2 separate regions of the Capsicum annuum genome follow, and region 1 is linked to region 2. Evidence: chromatin contacts called from public Hi-C data. All regions are on one chromosome and are shown on one strand. Each heading gives the region's core, a stretch centred on a gene start, on an enhancer-like site or on the middle of the called end of the contact. The rest is flanking DNA. Distances are from core to core; before and after follow the strand shown.

Region 1 (2,700 bases), core at 81-2,580, 99 kb before region 2:
TCCTGGGGAGCAGAATAGACATAGTTTATGTGCAGTCTGTTCTCCATTAATATCCTGTTGAATCTTCCTTCAGGCAAGTTGTCAAAGTAGTGGTGCAAGTACTTACCTTAGGTAGTTTTTTTAGTTTTGATTGGTTTGTCATGTCTTTTCTTCGGATGGTGGAAACTCATATCAGCAGATCGTGTGCGGTGTAAGAATGTAACTTTTAGCATCTCACAGTTAGATTGTGTGCGGTGTAAGAATGTAGGCTCAAGCTTAATGGAAAGAGAGCATTTTTCTGTGCACAATACAACCCTATATATATATCATTTCCTTTTATCTTCAAGCTCGACAAGCGTGTGTGCTTGTGCGTTAATTTTCCTGATTAACTGTAATATTGCTTGCTTCTAGATGATATAATGTTGATCAATTTCCATCTTTGAATATGTTTAAGCTGGCGTGTTGACCAAGTAATTTGATTTTGCAGTTTCGCAAGTGGTGGTGAAGATGGATATGTGAGATTGCATCATTTTGACCATGATTACTTCAACATCAAGATTTAGATTTTGATAGGACCAGGTTTTGGAAGTCTGTGCTTTTGGGTATCCTGTAGTTTTTTTCTTTTGGGTATCTAGTAGAAAACAGTGGTGCTTATTGACTTTTCTCTGGAAGCGACTTTCTGATTATCTCCAATGAATTTCTCGGATACTTGTATTGTTGCAAGCTATATATTTTGCAGAAGAAAATCACATTTTGTTTATTGTTGTGCAAAACATAATGACTGGTTATTTTGAGGTGCAATGTTTTCAAGTTTGCACTTGCTTACGGCAGAGTTGGCGGGATCTATTTATGCAATTTCTTACAAAACAAAATATATTTTACTTTTTGATTTATCCTCTGTGCTGCTCTTTATTAGCTTGAAATTATCAGACAGATGGTCCAGAGGAGTTCTTTAGGAAATTGGCAAATAACCATTTTTAAGTCAGCTCCTACAAACTCAGCCATACCTTCAAACTGAGGAAAGTCTATGCTGCTGCGTCATTCTGTCTTTGCATCGACGTGAACTCTTCCTCCAGGCTACTTTAATATGGGTTCAGAACTTTCTGCAACTTTGTTCCGCCTAGAATTGTTAAAGCCTTCACCCAAGTCTCAGTATGCTTCTCCCATTTATGCCTTCTCAATAGTAGGCTGGTTTAAAGCTGACAGCTGGACCGGATTGTACTGATACCGTTCTGGGAGTACCCGGAACAGAATGGAATTGAGTTCTCATACCAGGGAATTGGTACTGGTGCATCCCTGTTTCGATCCGGTGAATTTTTTTCTTAATCGGGTCATTCCCAGTTTTGATTCGGTGAATTCTTTTCCTTAATTGGGTCATGGGAGCGTTGGCAAGGGCTAGTGGGGCCCGCAACAGAGTTTTGAGCCCCACACCCCCGCCCGCCCCGCCCCACAAACCCAAATCCTTTCCTTTCCTCTATCACATTTTTATTCTCTCGTTCTCTCTCAATTCTCTACTCTCAAATCTATAAATTTTATAATTATTGTTATAATTTTGCAATTGAAGTATAATTTGGTAAATTTGTAGGAGCAATTTTCTTCAAGCTTCAATTTTAGGTTATAATCGTCTGCTTTTCCGGCAGACGTTTGATACATTCATTCCTTTAGACTTTTAATTTATTCTTTGTATTTATTAGTTGTGTTGTTCATTTTAATTTGCTAATTTCACATTTTATTTTATTATATTATGGATTCCTCTAAAAAAAAAATCGGTAAAAAAAGTATTGCACAAAAAGTAAAAGGTTTAAATGAAATTTGGTAGTAAAAAATATAAAGATTCTTCTTCTAGTTCTTCTCACTTGCCTCAAGTTAGATTTAATACGAATGATTTTATGCATGTTAATGAAATTGATTTTGCCCCTCCTATAGAAATTAATATTGATAATCTTATTCCTCATGATGACTGCATAATGATTTTAAGATGAATTAAATGAACAAGTAAAATTACATGTGGATGATGATTTAGATGATATATCGACCACTTTCGTTTCCGCTAGTGTTGAAGTTCCAACTCAGGATAATAGTCAGATTGGAGCTAGTCTTCCCCCTATTACTCTCGTTAGGGATAAAATCTCGATACAACGTAGTTTAAGATTATCCGTGTGAAAATTTTATTATTTGACTAATGAATAAAGAAAAAAATTTCTCTACGTGTGGTATTTGTAAACAAATGTGAAAATATGTATCTGACGGGAGTGTAGGTTCCATTGGGGGCTGTGAGAGGAAGAGAGTTTCAAAACCCATTTGACTAAAAATCATTCAAGAGAATGATAATAGGATTTAGCTATTCTTGGTGAAAAGGTTTTAGCATTGGACCATCAGGAGGAGGATCAAACATAGTTCAAAGTTCACCAAACCCTTAAAATCCAATTGGTCTTTTTTCACAATAACAGTATAATAAGGATCGTGATTGTGAAAATTTTGCTAAAGGAATTGTTGGCCTTTTAGAGCTTGTATGCAGGGTTACAGGGGAAGGGAGGGGAGAAAAAGTTGTTTAGACTCGCTAAGGCTAGGGAGAGGAAGGGTCGTGACCTCGATCAGGTGAGGTGCATTAAGGGGGAGGACAGTAGAGTGTTGGTGGAGGACGGCCACATTAAGAATAGATGACAGTCGTACTTTCATAGGCTCTTGAATGACGAAGGGGATAGAGTTATTGTGTTAGGG
Region 2 (2,700 bases), core at 146-2,645:
ACTCGATTTCGTTATTTGATTTGTCGAAAATGAAAATATAGCGAAAAATTAGCCAATCCAGAAATTTTTTTCTTCTACTCAACGTAAACTCTCACTCCATTGTCATTCCTTATGAAAATTGGAGAAGAATTACCTTCAACGATATATTTCACTTCAATCTTTTTACGTACTTTGTCGAGATCCAATTCCATGGCGATCGTAGCAATCAATTTCAAAAAAGTTATACTTTCCAAAACAATAATTGTGTCACTTTTGTATGATTGATAACTAATTTCCGACTCCCAAATTCCAGAATGTCGCAACAATATGGGGATATTCATATTGATTTTAGTAGAATTGAAGAACGAATGTAGAAGAAATTTTTATTTTTTTTTGGTTTTTCAGATCTTCAATCCAAAAAAAAATACTGTGATGTTTAAGAAAATTTTTTAAATTGAAATTTCAGTTGCTATTTTTATTCATACACTAGTTAATGTTAGCTAATTATTGTCGTTAATTAAGGAACAGTAAAATAATTTATGATTTATCTTATCTTAAATATAGGATTAACTGTTTTATCATACATTTGACCGATGTATGATGGACGACCGAATGCATGGGTATATTTGCAAAAATCAGGAGAGAAATAACTTCAAGGAATTTTATGTAATTAGTTTCATTAACTAGGCTATTTATGTTGTTTACACTACAATTTGAGAAAACATTATCGTCTATGCTGTGACTGGTTCCCAAAATATGGGTAAGTTTTTCAATGGATACAAATCTAAAAAGCTCATTCAGCGTTAGAGAGATGGGCGATATGATTCTTTTTTTGATTTCATGTATATTCATTTTATCTGTCTTGCTAGGAGAATAAAAACGTGATGCGAGAATTTTTGAAAAGTTTGAAGTGAAGCTTGAAAATGGAACAATTACTTCTGTTGTGTATGCTCATTTAATGCAACCTCAACACAGGTCTCCCTCTCATTTCAAGTGATTTTATCTGATTAAAAGGAAAAAACTAGTCATCAAACTATGACATTGTACAAATTTTGAAAGATTTAGGGATCATTTGTCACAAACGCAGTCTACCGCTGAACTCTTGCAAATACAGCAGTCTAAAATGGGCATCTCTACATATGCAACCGAATATAAGTTAGCATTTCACAGAGATGAGAAACTAAAACAAGACCGCAGTCATGAAAGAGCTGTGTATATCAGGCATGTATTAGTCCCTAAACGGACGCAACTACGATCCTGGTTAAGAGCATTTACAAAAATTCAGATGTCGGGTGTCCAAACAAACCACTTAAGTCTATTCACAGGATGGGGTATGTAGCAGCTAACAAATAATAATCTTGTATCCTAGTGCCATGAGAGCAAAGAATGCTTGATAAGGCTCCCAGAGGTCAAATCTACAAATGCAGATCACGTGACAAGTTACTTCTAAATGCTGCTTCCTCTTCGTCCAAGGGTGTAAGCCGCCTCCTTTTCACATTGTGTTGAGGATCTACTTCTGATCCGGAACCACTACCAATGAGCAGCAAGCTTTTACAGGCAAGGTTGACATTTCCATGGATATCATATGGGTTCTCCTCACCAAAGGCGACAGGACCAGTACCACTGTTACCATGTGTCTCGACAGAGCATTGTGCCAAAGTGATGTCCAGCAGCTCACCAGAAGTGGCATGTCCATCAACCAAACAATCAATACTCGACCTTGGATGATCTATTTTCTCATCTGAACTCATATTGTGATCTACTTGGCACGGTTCTACAACCTCAGCTTCCAATGGATTCTCAGTGTCAGGGACTGAAGTAGTTGGTGGTGAGTCCAATTCATCGTGCACATCTTGGACAACTGACACACCTGGGATCCAGGAAGTTCCCACAGCAAGAGACCCAGATGAATATGAAAAGGCACAGGGTTCAGATCCATTCCCATCCAGATGCTGGAGGCCTGTCTCAGTTGCCGTGTAAACAAGATCTCCAGCTTCAACCTCTTCCTGTTTTAAGGTTACCAACAACTCAGTGTGACTTGAGTTTGAACACAAGAAGACCAATTCATAATGCAAAATAAATGCATATAAACAGAATCAAACCCTTGGCGAAGTGATCTAGTTCAGCCAAAATCAGTTAATCAAGATCCACCAAAGACAAGTGGCTAATAATATCCATGCATGTTTAAAACAAGCAAGAGAGATCAACAAGAAGCAACATAGATTACACCCTCCAAAAGTGGAACTACTTACAGTATCATAAACGACCACAATAACAGAACTCGCTTCATTTTAAGGAATTCTCAGAAAAGAGAATCTTATATTGCAATAGATGCAGAAAGGATGCGGGTATAGTGGAAATCTGATTCTCCTTGACATCTTTGCGAAACTTCTGCAACACTTGCTTCAAATATAAATCTCACCCCAGCACTTGTTCAAAACTAATTCCTGAACTACACTACTATTCTTCCTACTATGCCACATAAGAGAAGATCCCAGGTAGGAGTGTTTAAAAAACAAATATTTCGCTGTTTCCATTCTTCATGTCTGTATGCATAACAGAGCTTCCCCTTTACCTCCCTGCCCAACTGTTCCTTTCTCTCTCGCGCTATGACACTTAACAAAAATATTCAATCAATGGATACAAGAGCATCTAGGAAAAATTTTTACAAAGCATTAGCACATAAAAAGTGTCTGAAACTACCTAATTGGCCAAAAGGAA

What was found. A called contact is a pair of places that touch in the nucleus more often than the background predicts.
Region 1: a contact with region 2 is called in a Hi-C map of leaf, with 4 times the contacts expected there. The contact joins two enhancer-like sites. A contact is called at or near these places in 3 of 5 Hi-C or Micro-C datasets (bud, leaf and placenta).

The regions. Positions count from the first base shown.
Region 1 is chr4:93,063,096-93,065,795 of UCD10Xv1.1, reverse strand. LOC107867823 (eukaryotic translation initiation factor 3 subunit I) reads left to right here. Exons shown (of 8, transcript XM_016714264.2): 8 at 467-739. The coding sequence ends at 542. Among protein-coding and RNA genes, the nearest start is that of LOC107867823, 11 kb to the left of the region's middle. Within about 2 kb of position 1,330, at least 4 of the 5 cell types and tissues checked have an H3K27ac peak or open chromatin away from gene starts, as enhancers often do. A contact at or near this core is called in leaf, where this site is marked.
Region 2 is chr4:92,964,161-92,966,860 of UCD10Xv1.1, reverse strand. It overlaps LOC107867824 (probable ubiquitin-like-specific protease 2B), which reads right to left. Exons shown (of 17, transcript XM_047411884.1): 17 at 1,089-1,985. The coding sequence ends at 1,395. Among protein-coding and RNA genes, the nearest start is that of LOC107867824, 27 kb to the right of the region's middle. Within about 2 kb of position 1,395, at least 1 of the 5 cell types and tissues checked has an H3K27ac peak or open chromatin away from gene starts, as enhancers often do. A contact at or near this core is called in leaf, where this site is marked.